2 separate regions of the Zea mays genome follow, and region 2 is linked to region 1. A link is a contact called in public Hi-C data. All regions are on one chromosome and are shown on one strand. Each heading gives the region's core, a stretch centred on a gene start, on an enhancer-like site or on the middle of the called end of the contact. The rest is flanking DNA. Distances are from core to core; before and after follow the strand shown.

Region 1 (6,297 bases), core at 2,407-4,906:
AACATCAAATTTCAATGCAGACATGTATTGCCACAAAACCTTCTAGTAGAGTTTTTTTACATAGTCTAGTTGCAAAACTTAGCTTCGAGCTCGTGGTTTGATTGTTTTGGGCAATTTTAGTTTCAGTCTTTTACCCCTGCTAGCACAAATAATCAACTATTAGAAAACCTTTAAAGAAATGTAGATGCTTGTGTATTAGTATCATCACATACTTTTAGTTCACTCAACAGGTGGTACAAATAATCAAGTAATTCTTGTCTAGGTGTATACTGATGGACTAAAATTGGCAGTGCAGTATATATAAGCTTGGGCAAGCATGTATACCGTACCCCACGTGTGTTCTCCTTCATATGCAAGTTCCTACATGCCGTACGTTCAATGATTGACCGCACAACTTCTTCTTTACTTGCTGTCAATCAAACAGTACTATTTCCCTCTCCCATCTATTCTTTTGCATCTGGCATACCAATTGACTAGTCCGAATTCTGAATCGCCATGCTTAATTTCTCGCTCATAGACAGGTCAACTTAACATGATCATGGTTCGGAGGATTACTACTTTTGTTTGCTGAAGGGTAGTGAATAATATGTTCCCATTATTCAGTTAGTTTCAGTTAGAAGTTGGCAATATTCTCTGTTAGCTATAAGCCTATAACGGAAATATTTGATCTTGATGAAGCCCAACTATATATAGTGCTATAGTTAATTGGAGTAAAGAATAACTACATTGATTATTTCTGGAAAACAATTTTTAGACTCATCTTTCTGAATGGGTGAAACAACAGAGTGAAGAGCATGTGATACTGATGTGCTGTGTATATCAGTGTAGACATGTCCTTGACTCCTGAGACATTTAAAATGTATGTGAAAAGGACAAAGCATGGCGTCCCATACACATATGAACACCGTGCAATATATATAGATTGATTATACTACATTCTGTTGTAACTTTGGCAGAATTTCATGCAATGTTCTGAAGAATATAATAATGTCATCCAAATAACAGGCATGCAACTGTAATTTGTACTTGCTAATAACGAGTTCTAAATTAGTGTTGAGGTGCATGCCTTTTTTGGGATAGAATTGACACAAAGGTATTTCTCCTGCCTGACCCCTTCCTGATGGGTTTGGTGTCGAGCTTTGAGGCATGCAGATATATGAGATGTGAAGAGAGGATCTCCAATCCATCAGATTAAGAAAAAAGAATAATCCTCTATATCAGACAACAGGAGATCACGAAAACATATATAAACCTAAGTTGTAGGTGAGATGTGCTACAGCAGATAGAGGATTTTTTGTATTCCCTTTATACGTGGCAGAATTTTGTTTTTCCTTTCTGGAGGGTTTGTCCTTCATCTTCGTCGTCCTTCTTGTTCCCGTCCGTCGTCCGCATCTCCCTGCTCATGGGATTTCGGTAGGTCCTGTCCGCCCGCCTGCTCTCACGATGCCTTCCATCTCCTGCTTGAGGTGGCAGCGTTTGCAGAGCGGCGCTGCAGCTAGCGACTCATGAGCTCCGGTGATGCAGTAGCGGCGTGCGGCAGCAGAGCGGTCGGTGCTCTCACGGCGACTAGAAGAGGAACAAAGAGGATTGAGAAAAAATGGTGGGAGGATCCCCTCTATTTGAGGGATTGAGTGGATGGAGGTTTGAGTCGTTGGGAACTTGGGATAAATATAGGAGAAATGGAACGGAGAAAGGGGATCTGCTGAAGTAGTTTTTTTTTTCTTCACCTCATTCTCCTATACTCTACTGTTTTTAGAGCGAGAGGATAATTAATCTGGTGGTGGAGAAGCTCCATATAACTCAAATGTGGTGACACGTCGATCACCATTGACCATATGTAAATTGTTGGTTTTCTTATTTGTATACCACTTAAACTCTTCGACGATGCATTATTTAGTTCGGTTTTTTAAGGTGGTGTCTTTAGTTTTGCTGGTGTCCTCATTTCTATTCATTTCTATTCTTAGTCGTGTTTTTTTCTCAGTTTACCATTCTAGTGTTATATAACAGAATGACAAAACTGAGAAAAAATATAACTAAAGTTAAAAATGAGGAAGGTGGCAAAACTAAGGGAATGAATTTAAATTTATGATATAAGGAACTGGAATAAATGAAGTGTACATATTCTCACGTACTCCAAACCGTGTAACTCAAAAGGCCTGAAAAACAATAATACCATTTGTTCCAGATAATTCAAGTATAATCCCATTCTGATTCTTATGCAAATCTGTCAAATATTTGAGATTAATTAAGCAAATTATCAATATCGTCCATGTGTTACTATTGGTTAGTATTAATTTGCCACTGGTATCTATCTTTCCTGAAGAATATGTAATTTAATTTCTAGCATCACTAGCCAGGTTCCATAGCTATTTTTTTATTTCATCTGTGCTAGTTGGTTGAAATCCCGTGTTCAAATAATATTGTGTTTAAAGGATCATAGATATGTCCATGGAGTTTTCTACAAAGCTCAGAACTCGCAACAACTTCATATAAATAATGTTTATACGTCATCAGTGCACTGAAAGTAACAGATACCATTAGCACGATTATGTATATGTGAACAATTGACGAACATGTCATAGTGAATCATAATAAGGTTAATTGCCATTAACCAATGCAAAAGTCGATAACACAAACCCGGGCTAATGGGCCTTTGGATCTTGATTGATGAGATAAAGAACCAGTTGAGATTTATATGTACTAGATAGATATGCAGTAGTAATGGATCATCATGGCAGCAGATCAGCATAATCTCAGGACGTAATGGAAAATCCTCTCACGCGCGTTTAGAGAGCTCAAGACCTATCACGCGTCTGCATACCATACAAGAAATCACCTGGCGTTGTTTCTCCTTCGTCGTTGCTGCATCGCATCATCTCCTCGAGCTGCAGGCAATACTGGTAGTAGTACTCGTGCCCGTCCGGCTGCTGCGGCGTCGTCGTCGTCGTCGTTGCCACCGCTGCTGTGGGCGCTCCCGACATGATCCAGCCCAGCTCGCCGCAGCCGCCGTGTCCTTCCAGAAGCGCTGCCGGTGGCCCGTCGTCAGGGCCGCCTCTGCTTCTCCCGTTCCCCGTCGCCTCCTCGGCGGCCTCTCTCGAGTCCGTCAAGCAGCAGCAAGTGCTCGAGGAGCTGCCCTCGCCTCTGCCCCTCACCACCGTCGGTCGTCGGCCTCCTGAGGCTGCTACGGCCGCGGGGTCGTCGGCGGCGGCGGCGGCGTCGACGAGGCGGTCGATGGCCGGCTTGGACTGGGTGAGGAGCCAGTTCACCGTCTTGCTGGCCTTGTCGAAGCCGAGGCGGTCCTGCAGCGCGAAGAACTCGCGCGCGACCCCGACCGACAGCCGCATCCGGCGGTCGCGCACGCCCTGCGCCGTGCGGATCTTGCTGTGGCGGTCCGTCCGGAACGGCCGCCTTCGCGGTGCGGCGTGGCCGCCGCCGTCGTCCACCACCGGTGATGACCCGTCGTTCCTCAGCAGCCCCGTCGTCGTCGTCGTCTCAGGCGGCGGGTGGTGGAACACCGCCTCCAGGGTGTCCTGGTGGCGGTGGAACGACGACATGTCTGCGGGGAAGATCTGCCCGCCGTACCCGTCCCAAGACGACGACATCGCGGCGGTCGAGGGCATAAGGAAACAAAAGCAGCTGCAGTAGGGTTCGGTAAGTGACTGACTGCTCTTGCTGGTAGGTAGACGCCGATGGTGATGAGGCCCGCTGTTAGGGTAATGACCGAGCTGAGGCAGCAGTGGCTGGCGATCTATGACTGCCATATACGTATAAATAAATAATAATAAAGCGCTCTGCTTTTGTACGTTAGTGCACTGAAGCATCATGGTGCCACAATGGATCGATCGGAGATAGCAGTAGGTCGGGTAAGAAAGCAGGAGGGCCCACACAGGGTAATACGTGTCGTTCTAGGGCCTCGAGACAATGCGGATGTCTAGTCTAGATATATCTGCAAGATCCGATATCTATTTGCTGTCAATATGGATATCCGTATGCTTGTTTTGATTGTATAGATAATGTTCGCAATTATTTTTTCTTTAAAAAAGACTGCTACTATATATCTATCTAATTTCACATCGATAAAAATATGAAATGCCCTACATTACCATCATCCCCAGGTTTTGAAGCCATCCAAATCTTATAATCATGACTAATTAGCTATATAAGGGCCAGTTTGGGAACCCTATTTTCCAAAAGTTTTTCATTTTCCCAAGGGAAATTAGTTCATTTTTCCTTGGAAAATTGGAAATTCCATTGAAAAATGGGGTTGCCAAACTAGCCCTAAAGAAAAAACAATAATTTTAATTTAACAGATAACATGCATGTATAATTACCTAACGATAGTCCATCTCTAAAATGTAACTTTGTATTGTTAACAATATATAGATATTGATTTTAATTAATTTTAATATGGATAACTATTTGTTGTGGTTTTCGGAACCCGTGGACAATAAGATTTGTGTTCGGCAGGGGTGTTTGCGCGGTACTCACTCCGAATGATGAGCTACGGGTGGAGCTCGAGGGTGGATCTGAGGCGAGTTGATTATACTGGTTCAGACCGGAGCCCTAGTCCAGTACAATGTTGACAGTAGTACGTATTGCTTAGAGCGTGTTACAGTCGGGTGCTTGTGTAAAGCTGGGAGGATATGGGATGATCTTTGGATGAGGGTTGTCTTGCCCTTTTATAGTCCAAAGGTAGATGTTACAATGCGGACTAGTATTCTACTGATGTCACACCCAGATTTAAGGGGCAAATCCGGGTGTGTCTCATATGTGCGCCAAAGAAGATCAACGCATACAATGACTCAGTGTATAGAGACGAATGTCACAAACTTTATTACATAACAAAAATACCTTACCAAATAACTTATAACAAATAAATCGAACTAATATTATTATTATCCATTGGTGTCATCAAGCTGACTGGGAGACAACACTTAGACCTCGTCGTAGTAGTCCTCCTTCGGGGCACTTGCTCTTCACCTATGGGGGTGTTTATTGCAAGGGTGAGCTCACGGATGTTCATCGCTCAACAAGTGTAGGGAAAAATGTGTATGAGCTCACTTACAGTGGAGGCTCATGTATAATGTAAGACTGATCAACAAATAATGGTTAAGGCTGAGCATTGCTTTTAATAAGTTGGGTCAAAATTTTATTAGCGTTACTAAGTACAAGTGAATACCATCCCAATAAAATAAGAGATCACATTTAATAACAATTCCATAATGCAATGCATATGATAGATTAAGTTTAATTTCATAAGTTACTCATGTGAGGGTCCAAGCTGCTCATTACCGTGAGCACGGCTGATATACCAGTTTTACACTCTGCAGAGGTTACGCATCTTTACCCATAAGACGTGTTCCCTTTGTCGCCTCGGGTTGATCGGACCCTTAAACACTGCCAAGGTGAGTAGGCGAGGGTACACTACGAGGTCTTTGAAAAGTTTCACTAGAGGAGAGAACCTGCTATGGATTCTAGGCCGAAAGCGATATAGGAATCCCTAGTCCGAAAAGCTAAAAAAGACAGTCCGACACGAGGACCTCCCTACACCTGCACTCCTCCACCGTGCTTGCCCATTTCGGAAAAGGATTAACTCACTCTAGCTTTTCTAATCAGCCAAGGGCGTCCCATTCCACCCTTGTGGTAGCACTGTTTTCCCGGGTGGTCGCTCCATGTTCAAATTAACATAATAATCTTATCAAGAACAATAAATAATCCATTGACAGTAAATAGTATGATCATGAATAATATGTATCATAACACCCAAAACCACATAGAGCAATAGCAGATACTACCCAAAAATTTAGTGGTAAGCAAGGTGCAAAGTAACCAAACTAGGGTAACCAATCAGGTCCCATCAAATTAACTTGAGCATATCATAGTGATTAATAGGAACATTATTAGGTAAAGAAGAGTTATCAAGGGCACAACTTGCCTTCAGCGAGCTCCTGCTCAGAATTATCCACCTGCTGAGCTCCGGGTTCCTCGGTCACTTGCTCGTCTACTCGCAACAATACAAACAAACATGGTATAGGAGAAATTAACGTCACACCAAATATGAGAACAAACTGCATAATAATGTTCTATGTGTTGCTTCGAGCTCGTAGATTCGAGAACCACTAAAATTAGAGTTATAGTTGAGAAGATATGATTTTCTGAAGCTCTAGGTGATTAAATAGTGAAAATATATATTCTATGTGAATTAAAATAATTCATGTGAGAAAGACATCACTAAATTTGTTTAACTTTAATCCAAGCCACTACTTGATTAGAAATCATATTTTAGTCAAATTATTA
Region 2 (6,689 bases), core at 132-2,631, 190 kb before region 1:
ATGTTGCTTTCAATATCAATATAGATCTATATATATATATGTTTGTGTGTGTGTAAATAAATATATATATAATTCAGTATTGTTTGAAATTTTGAAAAAAGGCGGGAAAACTTCCACTGGCGGCTGAATAAAGAAAACCGCCAGTGAAAAGTGCATTTCCACTGGCGGTTTGCTTTATAAAACCGCCAGTGGAAATGCATTTTCACTGGCGGTTTTCTTTATTCAGCCGCCAGTGGAAATGCACTTTTCACTGGCGGTTCCTTAAGAAAACCGCCAGTGAAAATGCACTTTTCACTGGCGGTTCCAAAATAACCGTCAGTGGAAATGCTGATTTCCACTGACCCCTAGCACTGGCGGTACTGAAAAACGCCAGTGTAAATATGTTTAGAACCGCCACTATAGAGCTTCTGTGTACTAGTGTTAATCTCATACTGGACAATCCATAAATGGCCTAGGTCCTTTAATGATTATATTTAACATAATATATTCTAAAAATCCTAGAAGTAATTACATTAGAGCAGCCCCAACCCTCCATGTCATCTAGTTTTTATATCATTAGTTTAGCTGCCACATAAACAATTTGGTGACATGACAAGGAAATTAATGAAAAAGAGGAGGAAACATATTCCCGCATGAGAAATTAGGTCTACACGCGCAACGAAGACCCACTATTTTGGCATTGGGGACGAGCACCCCGTTTCCATCTGTGGAGCCCACACGCCACACTCTTTCATAGGTCGCAGCTCACTGGTGGCACCGTCGCGTCCACATTTATTACGGTAGCACAACAAAAAATTAATGTTGGAACTTATAGTTTATATAAGTAATTTCTTAGTGAGGTGGCAGCTATAGAAATCACTTGGTAATTTTTAGGTTGTGACTGCCCTTAAGAACGAATGGAGTACTAGAATTTGAGAGTAACCAATGCAATCAAATTAATTGAGTGCAACAAACTACAATGAAACATTGTCTCACATTTAAATTTCATTAAAAACATATCTCAATGAGTTGTTTTCCATAAAATTTTAACAAATAACTTTATGAGTTTGAAAATTATTTGGATTTAATAAAATCCTTCTACATAAAGGAGTAACCAAAGTCCAAAGGACGATGAAACGAAAACCCCATTCGGCCATTGGAAGCTAGGGCTGTCGGTCTATTCCAGCCTCCACCAATTCCGAAGGGCACAATGGTAATTGAACCAAGGGCTTCCTCAAGTTTAGTGTTGGAACGGAGAAAAAAATCTGTAGAGATCAGTGGCCCAGAGGCCGGGACTGGGAACAGGTGGCGCTCCCGCAATCCCGCAGCGCCTACCAAACTACTGGGCCACAAATAATAGGGTCCCTACAAACCGCACGTCGACCGGCCCACGGAGCATCACCACCGCGGCAGCTAATCTCGGCCCCAAGATTCAGAATCACCGAGGCGCGGCGAGGCGACGGCGGTTGGCGACATGATGGCCTCGGTGCCCAGCCGTGTTGCGCTCTCCGCGGCGAGCCGCCTCCCGAATCTCCACGCCGTGGCAGGTTGTTCGTCTCCCTCGCTCCCGGTTCTGGCTCCCGTTTGCCAATTTGTTGGAATTTGGATGCGATTTTGTGAGTACGTAGTTACTAGTACTCTTTAGTACCTTTCAGTGGATAAGGTCGATGGGGCAAGTAGGATGCGTGCTGTCCACGGTGTTTCTGTGGAGGTAGAATTGTGGGGGATCCCACGGAGTATGAGAGCAGACAAGTACTCTTCCGCTTTTGCAATGGTTTTACGGTTACTGCCACCGCACATCTCATCTTGGAGTTGATTTTATTTGAGATTATGTTTGGTTGCTTGTATGTGAGAGTCACAATCTGCATAGGTGTATACAAAATAAGCTATTTTGATGTTATTAATCTGCATCTACATATACGCTCAAAATTATCGTATGTAGCTAGACAAGGCGGTGCCATCCAATCAAACTGATTGTGAACAGAGAATCCTTCTGTTTCCTGCTATGAAATGGCCGCCTTGTGTTGGCTAGAGGGCGAGGACCTGATGTGTGGTGAAATTGTTGCGTCTGTTCTAGTTAGTTGCAAGAACTAGTGTGCATGGTGAAGGTTAGGTGGTTCACTTCATTGGCATTTTCAATCAGCTATCTGTTAGTTTCTTGTTTTATTGCTTCAGTATGCCTTATTCATGGACTGTGTTTTGCACTACAGCTCTTCCCATTCTTTTAGTCCAGATAAATACATATTAACAACCGATTCCAACTACTCGTCTGCAACGGTAGTACACTAGCAATTGGGATATTGCCCAGTTGGTCCATTTACAGGAAAATAAATAGTCTGCAACGAAAGCTGAAATTTAAGACACACTTTATACTACTATTAAAGTAATATATGTGTTGCAGCTGCCTGCCATTCTCCACGGATGCATTATTCCTTGCTGGCCGTTACTAGTTGCTGATTATTCTTGATGTTCTTGAAAATCCCAAATGACTAAGATGATGATTGAATCCACCATATCATACCCTGACTTGAAATGCTTAGGAAATCTTGCTCTATCACCAACTAATCCTCAACCTTATAGTCCTGTTCAGCATGATCATGAGGCTATTACTCCACTTTTTTTCATATTGTTTTCAGCCTGGAGGCACAAATGTGCTATCTAGAACTGTGCTAACTATACGGTGACTTCAAATTTACATGGAAATACTGTTTGTCATGTCATAGGTCCATGATTACTCTTGCAGACTTGCTGGTATAACCTTTCGTGTCGATTTTCTTCATATTGTGCAGGAGATAGATCTTTCATTTACAAGAGAAGATGTCCAAGTCTTTCAATTCCTATGGCTCTGTCAGCAGCTGCGCCAGGCAAAGGTGGCGGTGTGCTTGATCGGCCAGTAGAGAAAATTACTCCTGGTCGTCAGTCCGAATTTGATGTGAAGTAAGTGTTATACACTATCACCTCTGTTTCAATTCCTAGTAAGTGTAACCTCCAGAACTGCGGGGATATGAGTTTTGTGTTTTCTGAATTACGGTCTTAGTTTGAAACAGCTGATCAATCACAAATACACCATTAAGTGGTTTCAAACAGATACAGAAGTTGTCAACTACTCTGCATTCGTTTCACTGTTGTTACTGGAAGAACACTTAAAATTTATTCGTGCACAAAAAGAATAACTGAAATATTCCATAGACACTGAAGGATCAGGAGTACTTCCAACTGAACTTGATGGCTGCACATCTATTTTCTTATTGCCATGTGCAAGTTCCTTCGCTTTTCCAGAATCTTGTTTTTTTATGTTCCCGTTGTCAACTGGGCCGCATCATAGAATCAACTGCAATGCTATTTTTTTTATTCTGTTTTGCTATGGAGGGGGAAATTTCTGGGACAGCTAGTACCTAACTACCTATTGCCACAATTGGTAGGTATATGGTTGCTTTTAGTTTAGAGTGTTCTTACGCTTAGCTGTGTAGTTTTAATGTTGTGTGTCAGCAGGTGGCCTTCTCATTTAAATTTTACTATGTAAAAGAGGCTTTAAGCTTCACTTCCAGAGTTACATTACATATTGCATTCCTCCATGTGTGAGCATCAGTGAATAAATTGGCTAGTGTTGGAGTATGCCTAGTTCATTTCAATGCTAGGATTAATGAATGGTGCAGCATTACAGCCAGTTCTTAATGATCGAACTAGGATGTTTACTGCTGTTAGATTTCTTTTTCTCCTATAAACTCTGTAGTTCATGGTGGTTTACCAGGAATATCAGCTCATAGAACTCTAGAAATATTTATTTTAGTAGGCCTTTAGTTACTTTGAAACCACAATAACATGTCTTGAACATGGCAAATTGTGTCATATAATCGTTGGAGTTGGACCCTTTAGTCCTCTCTCAAGTGCTTATACCTGTGGGATGTAGCTCGTTCGATCATTATGTTTATGAGTTTATTTCAATGACACTTGACAACATTGCAATTACTATTATTGTGTATGGTCTATTTGTCCGATTGATGCTTTAGTAAGAAAAGCGATCCTACATACCCAGCTATGTTATTGACAGCTTATCTCGTTCAGTTTCCAGGCTGTCTAAATGGTTGTGGTAGTATTTGGCTTGATTGTATACTTGGAAACCATGTTATGACCAATCCCTTCACCCTTCTGCTCTTCAGGAAATCCCGCAAAATGACGCCTCCATTCCGCGTCATCCTGCACAATGACAACCACAACAGGCGTGAGTATGTTGTCCAGGTCCTGATGAAAGTGATCCCTGGGATGACCGTCGACAACGCGTTGAACATCATGCAGGAGGCGCATGTGAATGGGTTGTCAGTGGTGATTGTCTGTTCCCAGTCCGAGGCTGAGGAGCACTGCACGTCACTCAGGGGCAACGGCCTCCGAAGCTCGATCGAGCCTGCGAGTGGTGGCTGCTAAGGTTCTAGAAATGGGTGTATCTTGTTTTGCCAAGTATAGTTTGTAAATACCCAGCATATCAATCTAAGCTGAAACTGAAACGGGTTGGTTACATGCAGTTATCGATACAACGAAGCTAAGTACTTCTTGGGTAGGTGTAAATCTTGTAAGGGTAACCTGTAGAAGAAGAAACATAGTATTTTTGGTTATGATTTATGAAACATTTAGTTACACTTGGTCTACACCCTCTTTTCACATAGTATATTTTTTCTAGCACTTTGCATTTTACTTTTGGCTTTCAGCTTTCGGTTTTTCAAAATGTGTAAAATTAGTGAAGAGCTAAATCAGTCGACCAAATAGATGGGGATGAATGGAGTCGGTTGGCTACTTCTTAATTGCTTCATGGCAACAAAAACAACGCAACACAAGTTAGAGGAATGCATCCTTCTCCCCTTTGATTACTCCTTTTATTACTCCTTTGAAGGGTGTTTAAAGGGAAGAAGGCAAGAAAAGGAGACAAAGATACGACAGATTGAATAAGTAAGAAATAAACGAAGAGTACGACATGTGACTCATCTTCTTACCTTAGCACTTATCATTTTTCCTTCTCAATACAACACAACATATGATTACAAGCGTACCTTCAGCTTTACATAAAAAGTAGCTCGAAGGTACTTCTAAGGCTTAGCTAAATGAAGTTATGGGCCTTCAAAAGGTAACTTTATGCATAGAAATGTTCCTCTATTTATAGTGAAGAGGTACAACTTCGCATGAAATTACAAGTGTGGACGTAAAGTTTACAATTGTGATTTACAAATTACACATGGGTAATATCGTCTTTTCTTATTATTTCTTGGAGTGCAAGTCTTTCGGTCCTTCTCCTTTCTTGCTTCGTGTGTGAAAACCCTCAGGGACCCAAAGCTGACTGCTTCGGCATGCATCCTCGTTGTCTGCGCTCATAGACGAAGCTTCTTCGTTGTCCGCTTTATCTGAAGACTGGTTTCATCTGTTCTTCGTAGTATGTCTGCAATACATTTGCTTAGGCCAAAGGTAAGGTGTTTTGAGGATCTTCGGTAAAGTAGGCCTCAACAGTAGCCCTTGCGGAATGAGTTCGTTTTCCATAACGAGCTTAGACCACATAAAATGTGATCGGGAGGCTTCACGCCGAAGGTTCGAAAAACACCTCGAAGCTCGTTATGAAAAGTGACCTTCGAATAACTTCTGGCCAGTGGGGTCAGTGGTCGATGAGTGAAACAACTTGTATAAAGGGGCAACGCTTGTGAGCTGCGACACTGCATTTGTTGCCATCAGAGCCTGCTCTGCCTTGGAAGCTTGCTTCAAACGTTTGTTGCCTTGAAACTAGCCATAGTCGGTGACAAGCAAACTTTGCTTCTTTAGATATGGTCGGAGAGCAAGTAGCCCCTAAACTAGCTTTGGTGTCCGCTTCAGATGTTTCGGAGATGAGGGTTGTGACTTTATATGTGGCGGCCGAAGCTCCTGAATTACAAGCTAAAGGTGCGTCTAGTGACAATAGAGACGACATAGACATTGAAGAGGACAACATGATCATCCGCCCTACAAAACAGAGTCATGTGGACTTCAGAAAATCCAAGATTAAAGGAGGTCACATTGAGGTACTCACTAAGTTTGATTACATTGACAGTGTTGAGTGGGTCCGACTAGGGGTTGATGACTTAGTGCCAAAGCCTAAAGAAGACGAAGTTATTTTCCGATGCTTTCTAAAGGCTAGTCTTAGATTTCCTTTACATAAGATGATAGATGCTGTTTAAAATGGTTTAATATATATCTCCATCAACCTACTCCAAATGCCATAGTGTGGCTAGGAATTTTTATAAGGGTTGTTCAAAGTCAGGGCGTTGAGCCCGATGCTGAAGTTTTTTGCTAGATTCATGAGTTGTACTTCAAGACGAAGGCAACTAGGGCCTTCATAATAACTTTGGCTGCTATAATTTTTCTTACTAAAAGGGCGCTATGTTTCTGGCTCTTGTGTACAGAAGCAAATGGCTGAATGAATGGGCGAAGGAGTGGTTCTATATGAAGAAGTGATTTGAAAGAGAGGGCTGATATTAAAGGAATCAATTGAACCCTTATTCATACATGCTTCGGGTACAAGAGGTCGACTTGGTACATAAATTTCGAAGCTCAAACCGTTATCGTTGTTTTTAGGAAAAATTTCCTATGTGCCATCAAAATTTATAATCATTCCTTGTGTGCTATTGAGTGGCATATAGGGAATTTTTTTTATGTGTATAACATGTGGGGCTAGTGGCGCACAAGGAATGGTTATA

The links. Hi-C and Micro-C count contacts between places; a contact is called where the count stands out from the background.
Region 2: a Hi-C map of ear shows a contact between it and region 1, with 5 times the contacts expected there. The contact joins the promoter of LOC100281931 here to the promoter of LOC100286105 in region 1. A contact is called at or near these places in 4 of 25 Hi-C or Micro-C datasets (ear, root tip, tassel and 1 more).

What each region holds. Positions count from the first base shown.
Region 1 is chr4:85,518,177-85,524,473 of Zm-B73-REFERENCE-NAM-5.0, reverse strand. It overlaps LOC100286105 (teosinte branched1 protein), which reads right to left and starts at 3,656. Exons shown (of 1, transcript NM_001158993.2): 1 at 2,647-3,656. The coding sequence starts at 3,620. The coding sequence ends at 2,796.
Region 2 is chr4:85,708,538-85,715,226 of Zm-B73-REFERENCE-NAM-5.0, reverse strand. LOC100281931 (ATP-dependent Clp protease adaptor protein ClpS containing protein) reads left to right here and starts at 1,381. Exons shown (of 3, transcript NM_001154850.1): 1 at 1,381-1,526; 2 at 2,769-2,916; 3 at 4,140-4,622. The coding sequence starts at 1,454. The coding sequence ends at 4,401.